Linked DNA regions of Mus musculus: region 1 is linked to region 2. A link is a contact called in public promoter capture Hi-C data. All regions are on one chromosome and are shown on one strand. The core of a region is the stretch at or near the end of the contact, and the rest is flanking DNA. Distances in the headings are between cores, read along the strand shown. Region 1 overlaps Gsr (glutathione reductase). Region 2 holds the start of Mak16 (MAK16 homolog).

Region 1 (4,118 bases), core at 465-2,964, 2.5 Mb before region 2:
GCCTGGGCAACTGTCTATCTCAAAAAAAAGAGAAACATTTTAATGTAAAAATATTCTGAAGAGATGGCTCATAACCACCAGTAACTGTGGTTCCTGGGATACCCGGCACCTGTGATTACTGTAGGCACCTGCACTCATACATTTAAAAACGATAAAAATAAATACTTAAAATGTAAAACCCAGGCAACTCATTTTCAAGCCCCCCCTCCGCCCCCAGCTATAGGAAGCTACTTCTTTGCTTCTGAACAAACTTGCTTGTTTGCCCTTCAAAAACAATATTGTTCCCAATCACAAAAGAAGTCATTAGATAGGCACTCACTGATAAGTGGATATTAGCCCAGAAACTTAGAATACCCAAGATAGCCAAGATACAATTTGCAAAACACATGAAACTCAAGAAGGAAAACCAACGTGTGGATACTTCATTCCTCCTTAGAATAGGGAAAATACCCATGAAAGGAGTTACAGAGAAAAAGTTTGGGGCTAAGAAGAAAGGATGGACTATCCAGAGACTGCCCCACCCAGGGATCCATCCCATAATCAGCCACCAAACCCAGATACTATTGCATATGCCAGAAAGATTTTGCTGAAGGGACCCTGATATAGCTGTCTCCTGTGAGGCTATGCTAAACACAGAAGTGGATGCTCACAGTCAGCTATTGGATGGATCACAGGGCCCCCAATGCAGGAGCTAGAGAAAGTAACCAAGGAGCTAAAGGGATCTGCAACCCTATAGGTGGAACAACAATATGAACTAACCAGTACCCTGGAGCTCCTGTCTCTAGCTGCATATGTAGCAGAAGATGGCCTAGTCGGCCATCACTGGGAAGAGGCCCCTTGGTCTTGCAAACTTTATATGCCCCAGTACAAGGGAACGCCAGAGCCGGGAAATGGGAGTGGGTGGCTAGAGGAGCAGGGTGGGGGGAGGGTATAGGAGACTTTCGGGATAGCATTTGAAATGTAAATAAAGAAAATATCTAATAAAAAATTGGAAAAAAATCACGAGTCTCAGCAGGGAGCATCTCCACCTGCTGAGCCATTTTGCAGGCCTGGTCCTGTTTTGTGATGATCTCATCCCTAGATGCAGTCAGAAAGCCTGGCTTACTGAACTTTCGACATCTAGGAAATTCCATGTTAGAGGTGGCAAAATCATCTCAAATTCAAACAAACAAACAAACAAAAACTATTGTTTGGTTTTCATTTTTCAAGACAGGGGTTCTCTGTATAGCCTTGGCTATCCTGGAACTAGCTCTGTAGACCAGAATGGCCTTCAACTTACAGAGATCCTCCTGCCTCTGCCTCCCGAGTGCTGGGATTAAAGGTGTGTGCCACCATTACCCAGCTAATAACATTCTTTTTACAAATAAAAATATAGTAGGACCACTTAAAAAAAAAGCCAATCAACAAGGCGAATGACCAAAGTTAAATAATATTTTATTACCAACTCCAACAAGGCTCTCTCTTTACAACCACTTATTCAGTGAACAGTTAAGGGAACAGGCTGGTCTCATTTTATGAAGTCCTACATTCACAGAGCAGATGAGAGCCAATGCTCTGTTTTTTAAGGGGAACCCATGAGAACTAAAGGAAGTGAACTTCCTTTAGCCTGGGCTGTTAGAAATCTACATTGGGAAATTAAAAGCACATTCTGTGGACAGTGCGCTCGCTATGATTAGCATGTTGCTAAGTCACTGTTTGCTCACTGGGCGAGCCATAATCTAGGGAACAACCCTTTCCCAGGCCTGCCCTGTGGCTTTCTCCCGCAGCGCTGTACAGCCCAGTTCCCAGTAAATTAGAAACAAAGAAAGCTTTGCCAGTCACTCAGTCAACCCTTACCACACAAAGGCTTGCTGGGGAGATGTGCTGAATCCCACAAGAACTGGGCTCCACCTAATCCCAGAACCAGTACACGCAGCAAGCACTGGAGCTGGGGACCCTACAGAGCAAGGGAGCAGAAGCCAGAGGGTTCCCCCCTCAGCTCCTCCAAGGTCTGCCTGGAGGGAGGACTGAAGCTCCCAGGGGCTCTGATTCAGCCTGCCTTTGGGTGAGTTTCACACTGGTTTGTACTTTTGAGAACTTAATTCAAAGATCACACTCAAAGTGTTTCTTCTGCACTGCCCTGGGCAATAGGGGGTTCTCTTTAATTCTGGGGGAAAAGAGATAATACAATGCAAAACTCTACCAACCACGGGTTGTTTTTCTTTACTTGGTTTTCGACTGGTTCTGAAAACTCTGGAGGAACTCCAATGGACGCACACTATTGGGTCTGCGAATGCCTTTCTCTGTGGCTCGATTTAGCAGCGGTTCTTGATGCTACAGTTTTCAGTCCAGTGCTGGGCAAGCCCATCTCCTACCTGGCTTCTTAACACCTGACTCAACATCGAAGTCTTAAAGGAACAGATTCTATTAAAAAAAAAAAATAAAAAGTGGGCGGCTGGTGAGGTTGGATCAGCGGTTGGGAGCACTGACTGCTCTTCTGAAGGTCCCAAGTTCAAATCCCAGCAACCACATGGTGGCTCACAACCATCTGTACAGCTACAGTGTACTCATATACATAGAATAAATAAATAAATAAATCATCAGAAAACTCAAATAAAAAGTGGAGGGGCTGGTGAGATGGCTCAGTGGGTAAGAGCACTCACTGTTCTTCCAAAGGTCCTGAGTTCAAATCCCAGCAGCCACATGGTGGCTCACAACCACCCGTGATGAGATCTGACACCCTCTTCTGGTGTGTCTGATGTCTGCTACAGTAAACTTATATATAATAATAAATAAATATTTTTTAAAAATAATAAAATAAAATAAAAAGTGGAGCCAGAATGGAGGAAAATGAGTCATTCCAACACTGGAGAGGCTACGGCAGAAAGATGGCAAAATTGAAGACAGCCTGGACCACAGAGTAAGAAAGACCCTGTCTCAAAACAAAACAAAAGGAGAAAACGATGCAAGGTTATCCCTAGCTACAGAGTTCAAGGTCAACTAGAAACATGTGAGACACGGACATACACAAACTTTTCTTTAATTTTTAAAAATCGCTAAGAAAGAAAACTGAGCTTTTAGACACATACCAATCATGTTAGTCCAAGCAGTCATAACAAAACACCAGACTGGAGAATTTACTTGACCCACGTTTCTCAGTCTAGAGGCTGGGAAATCTGGCATCCAAGTGCTGACACGGGAAAGAAAGCCCTGGTCTTGGGGCTGGGAAGATGGCTCAGCGGTTAAGAGCACTGGCTGTTCTTCCAAAGGACCTGGGTTCAATTCCCAGCAACTACATGGCAGCTGGCAACTGTCTGTAACTCCAATGCCAGGGGCTCTGACACCCTCAGACACAAAGACAGATATGCAGGCAAAACATCAATGCACATAAAAATTAATAAGTAAAATTAACAAAACAAAAAACCCTGGTCTCCCTCATCACTCTCATGTCGTCACCTAACCTCAGCATCTCCAAATAGCAGCACACTGGGGATAGGGTACCAACATCATGGTACCAACTCACTCATTTTGGCCACATGTACCTCTGAGGGGAGGGTCTTTCTACCCTATCACTGGAGTAAAGTCTTGGGGAAGGAGATGACCCAGAAGTAGGAAGAAAAAAAAGCAAACAGTCGTGAGGTAGACATCCTTAAGAGATGTACTGGGCTGCTTTCTTCAGAAGTGCACCACCATGAAACTGGAAGGCACAAACAGTTTGACAAAGCTCCCTGCCGCCTTGGTCCAACCCTTCAGGGCTTCACTGGACCCCTTCTCAAGCCTTCCTAGTCCTTATTCCAACAACAGCCCCGCACTGCATCTGACTCACTCACAAAAACGTGGTGCCAGCCGGGCGTGGTGGCGCACACCTCCCAGCACTCGGGAGTCAGAGGTAGGCGGATTTCTGAGTTCGAGGCCAGCCTGGTCTACAGAGTGAGTTCCAGGACAGCCAGGACTACACAGAGAAACCCTGTCTCAAAAAACCTAAAAAAAAAAAAAAAAAAAATGGGTGCCACTTTTGAAAATGACATCGGTACGGTTTTACTCCAGAAACCCTAAATCAGGCGCTCTGGGGTGAAGACTCGTGAGGGAGAGCCCTAGTTAAGAATGTTAGGGCTTGGGCTGGAGAGGTGGCTCGGTGG
Region 2 (4,200 bases), core at 26-2,525:
TCAATGTGATTCTCTACCTAATTATCACTTACTTCTACCGCATTCTCCCAATAAACCTTCCTTTCTTAAAAGATATTTTATTTACATTTCAAAGGTTATTCCCTTTCCTAGTTTCCCCTCCGAAAATCCCCTACCCCCTCCCCCTGCTCCCCAGCCCACCCACTCCCATTCCTGGCATTCCACTCCAGGCATTCCCTTATACTGGGGCATAGAACCTTCACAGGATCTAGGGCCTCTCCTCCCATTGATGACCGACTAGGCCATTGTCTGCTACATATAAACCTTTCTAAAAGAACCTGTCTCCACTAACTTACTTTGCGTTATCCTCATCGTTATCACCATTGCCAGCATCCGGCTATGACCTCCCTGTAAAACTCAAGTTGGTCTCAAGCTCCCGAACCAACCTCCCCACTAGCTGAGTGTTCACAGCTGCCTCGTTGCTTTTACAGCACTTAACAGTACTTAAACATTATATTATACAGTTTATGGTACAAGTCTCTGAATCCCATTGCTAAGTAAGGACCTTGAGGGTGTAGAACATTGTTCCCCTTCATTGCTCTGTCCGGGACTGTATTTGGCACATGACAATTTCTTCAAAATCACTTGAACTACTTAATGGCTTTCAAAAGGGAGAACTGGGGAAGCAACCCTCATTTTATTATCACTCCTGCTGACCTTTTAAAAGCACTTTCTCAGGCCTGGATAATGGCTCAGGAAGGAGTGTGAGTCTGGTAACCCGAGTTTGATCCTTACAGAAGGAGCAAGGGAGCGACAGTAGAATCTGTCCGTTTGGGGGTCACATGCATACAGGTTTTTTTCGTTTGTTATGTTGTTTCCCCATACGACACTGCCGTGTGTGTTTCAAAGTGAGAACGGAGATGGCTGCTAGAAGTTCCCGCGGGTTGGTAAAAGAGCTGACGGCTTCAGGCTTTCCAGGCACGCGGCCACGGCCAGAAATGGGACGGTAATTAGCATTAAAGCCCCGCGCGTGCACAAGTGACTCGGAGGGTGCGCCTTGGGTTAGAGAGGACAAAGAAGCCCCACTTTTTAGAGGTTTGGAGCTCGCGCAGAGACACAGCAAGCAGGACAAGACGATATGTGCGCTCCTAGGGCAAGGGCTGCCGGAGGCGAGCACGCCAGGATCCAAGCGTGCGCTGGCGCGGAAGCGCGCATGCTCACTGTGCCCGGGGACGTCACGGGCTTCTGGGACACTGAGACGTTCTCGCGATAGGTTAGTGGCTCTCCGGAAGTGGCTCCGCGGAAGAAGCGTGGCCGCTTCCCCGGTCCTTCCTAATGCGGCGAGCTGAGCTGCCGGCACCATGCAGTCGGACGACGTGAGTTTTCCTCCTCTCGCCTTGGCACCACTGGGTTTTGCGCGGCATTTCGCTCATTTAGGATTCAGTCCCGCACGCTCAGACGGCCCGTTTGTCTCCGCTTCTCCCGGATGGCGAGACTTGCAGAGCCCCGATTTCCGATAGTGGCTTCCCACGCGCGTGTAGAAGGCCAGGCCACCCCAGCCCCAGCCCGCCGGGTGGGCTTCCTTAGTCCCTAGTGCTTGGCAGTGAAGCCCTTTGTGCCAGCTGCCATCTGAACGGCAGTTGTCTCGGGGTGGCAAGGCGGGAGAGATGCGATGTTTAAAATCCGTGCTTAGGGAACTCCTCCATGAGCGCTACCTCTCCAGTGTTAGGCTTTTTATTTTGCTCTGCAGCCTGCCCGAGGCGTAGTTTCGGAAGTAAGACTTCGTTTGTCTGTTCACAGAGTTGTAAGTACATAGCCAGTATCCAACTGGTGTAGGTTCAGTGTGATGATTGGTTGTTAACAGTCGGGCAAAAGACATTTAAAAAAAACCAAAAAAACCTCTGCTCTCATGAGCACTCTGGGGATGGAGAATAACGGTACTATGAAAGAGGAGTAATGGAGAAAGAGCGGTAGATCAGTCACATTGGGCTAAAAACCCCAGAATTGGGACTGAGGCAGCCACTGAAGAGCCGTAGGAATAGTAAAGGTACAAAGATGAGAGATAGGGAAGGACTTGTTACAGGAATCCAGAGGATGAGGGGGAGACTGGATTTGATAGGCTTGCCCGGACAAGGTCAGGGAGAACCTTGAAGGAAATGGTTTCCAGGTCTTTTTTAGTGGGAACTAGGGAGAACTGTTGTATTTTTTTTTTTTTTTAATTTAAGAAGAGCGTGAAAATGAGAGTTGCACTGGGGTATGTTTACCATCGGGATCCTTTTAGAGATGCTAAGTGGGCAGCTGGGCGCACAGACAAATCCGGTGCCCAGGAAAGAGGTGTGACCAAATGATGTGTAAGAGGTCTGACCACGAAGCTGAATAATACACCCACTCCACTTCTCGTTTCCTACAATCCTTACCCCTGTGTGTTTTATTCTTTGGCCCTTCGTTCTTCCCCCCTTTAACTGCTCTAGGGTCCTTCTTGGCTCTTCAGTGCAGTCCATCTAGAGACCTTTATGCTCACACACACACCCCCATATGTGGCTTTAGTGATTGCAACTTGATGCACCGTTTTTATATACTATGCACTTCACCAGGTTCCGGGATGTAAGGACCGTAGGATTGTTCTCATCCAGCAAACGCCAGGGTTTGTGTTTGGAGACGGCAGTGCCTTTACTTTAGAGTGCAGAACACATTAGAGAGACAAGGTAGAAGGTAATAAGGTTGTGATGATGGTGTGTATATCTAAGTATCTAGTGCTGTGCAGAATTGGACAATGGATAATGAACACATGTAAAAAAAGTTACAATGTAAATGTGATAGGGCTCATTTTGTTCACACTATACATAAGGGCATACTACAGATGCTAGAATGTATGTATGTATTGAAAATAATTCTGGGGAAGTAGTTACTAACTATAAATGAACTTCTGTTGCTGAGTAATAGGGTATGGTCGTATCTGCATTTAGGTTTTTCTTGCGACTTTGTTGTTGTTTATAAGAATATATGTATTCATGTTAGGGGACGAGCGAGGCCTATTAAAAGATAGCTCTATCTTTTCATTCCCTAAAGACCCTTTCCTCACTGTGACACCCAGCAATGTGCTCTGACATGGTCCTCATCATCTTGTGTGTTTGTGCTTTGGTGGTGGTGTTGCTGGAGCCTACAGTGAGGGCAAGGATTGAGCCATGGAGCACCAGCTGCAGGCCAGAGAGCACGGCCTCTTTTTATATTAAACAGCATCTTTGGGGCCAGAGCAAAAGGGCTTTCTTTCTGTCTTGCAGGTAATCTGGAATACACTAGGAAACAAGCAGTTTTGTTCTTTCAAAATAAGGTGAGTAGATTGCAGCCTAGACTAAAATGTGTTCGGCCGCCCGCTTGGTTGTAAACATTTCTTTCCTTGCATCCTAGAACCAAGACTCAGGGCTTCTGCAGAAATGAATACAGTCTGACTGGTCTGTGCAATCGGTCGTCCTGTCCTCTGGCAAATAGTCAGTATGCTACCATTAAAGAAGAGAAAGGTACGGGAGCTACACGACAATTTATAAACGGATGTCCCCAGCCTCTGTAAATAACAATAATAAAGCTGTCTAACTTCTCTTCAGGGCAGTGCTACCTGTACATGAAGGTTATAGAGCGAGCAGCTTTTCCCAGGCGTCTCTGGGAACGGGTAAGATTCAGTGAGAAAACTCTAGTGACCATTGGGCAAAAGCAAAATTGCCATGTAGGCCATCTCTGCACTTGAAAGCCACCCTCATAGATACCGGGCTGACAGTGAAGGCCTAACTTGATTTGCCCTTCCTCCTCATGTTTCCCTTTCTGTTCCACAGGTCCGGCTTAGTAAAAACTATGAAAAAGCACTGGAACAAATAGATGAAAATCTGATCTATTGGCCCCGCTTTATCAGACACAAATGTAAGCAGAGGTTTACCAAGATAACCCAGTACCTGATTCGAATCAGAAAACTTACACTGAAGCGACAGTAAGGACCAACTTGTTCATTTTTGATTGTTTTTGTTTTGTTGTTGTTTTGGGTTTTTGTTGTTGTTGTTTTGGGTTTTGATTGGGGGGCGGTGTTGTTTGTTTGTTTGTTTGTTTTTAATTTTTCGAGACAGGGTTTCTCTATATCCCTGGCTGTCCTGGAACTCACTCTGTAGACCAGGCTGGCCTTGAACTCAGAAATCCACCTGCCTCCACTTCCTAAGCACTGGGATTAAAGGTGTGCACCACCACTGCCCTGCCCTG

The links. Promoter capture Hi-C pulls out the DNA fragments that hold promoters and counts their contacts.
Region 1: a promoter capture Hi-C map of embryonic stem cells shows a contact between it and region 2, with 5 times the contacts expected there. The contact joins the enhancer-like site here to the promoter of Mak16 in region 2. A contact is called at or near these places in 7 of 39 promoter capture datasets (cranial neural crest, embryonic stem cells, frontonasal cranial neural crest and 4 more), 5 of 115 datasets of contacts at active chromatin or transcription factors (astrocytes, embryonic stem cells, large pre-B cells and 1 more) and 2 of 9 other capture datasets (adipose tissue and embryonic stem cells).

What each region holds. Positions count from the first base shown.
Region 1 is chr8:33,658,312-33,662,429 of GRCm38.p6, reverse strand. The region is part of intron 1 of Gsr (glutathione reductase); the gene reads right to left. Among named protein-coding and RNA genes, the nearest start is that of Gsr, 7.1 kb to the right of the region's middle. Within about 2 kb of position 1,714, at least 169 of the 459 cell types and tissues checked have an H3K27ac peak or open chromatin away from gene starts, as enhancers often do. A contact at or near this core is called in adipose tissue, astrocytes, embryonic stem cells and 2 more, where this site is marked.
Region 2 is chr8:31,165,799-31,169,998 of GRCm38.p6, reverse strand. Mak16 (MAK16 homolog) reads left to right here and starts at 1,275. Exons shown (of 10, transcript NM_026453.3): 1 at 1,275-1,334; 2 at 3,240-3,289; 3 at 3,367-3,476; 4 at 3,561-3,625; 5 at 3,786-3,937. The coding sequence starts at 1,320.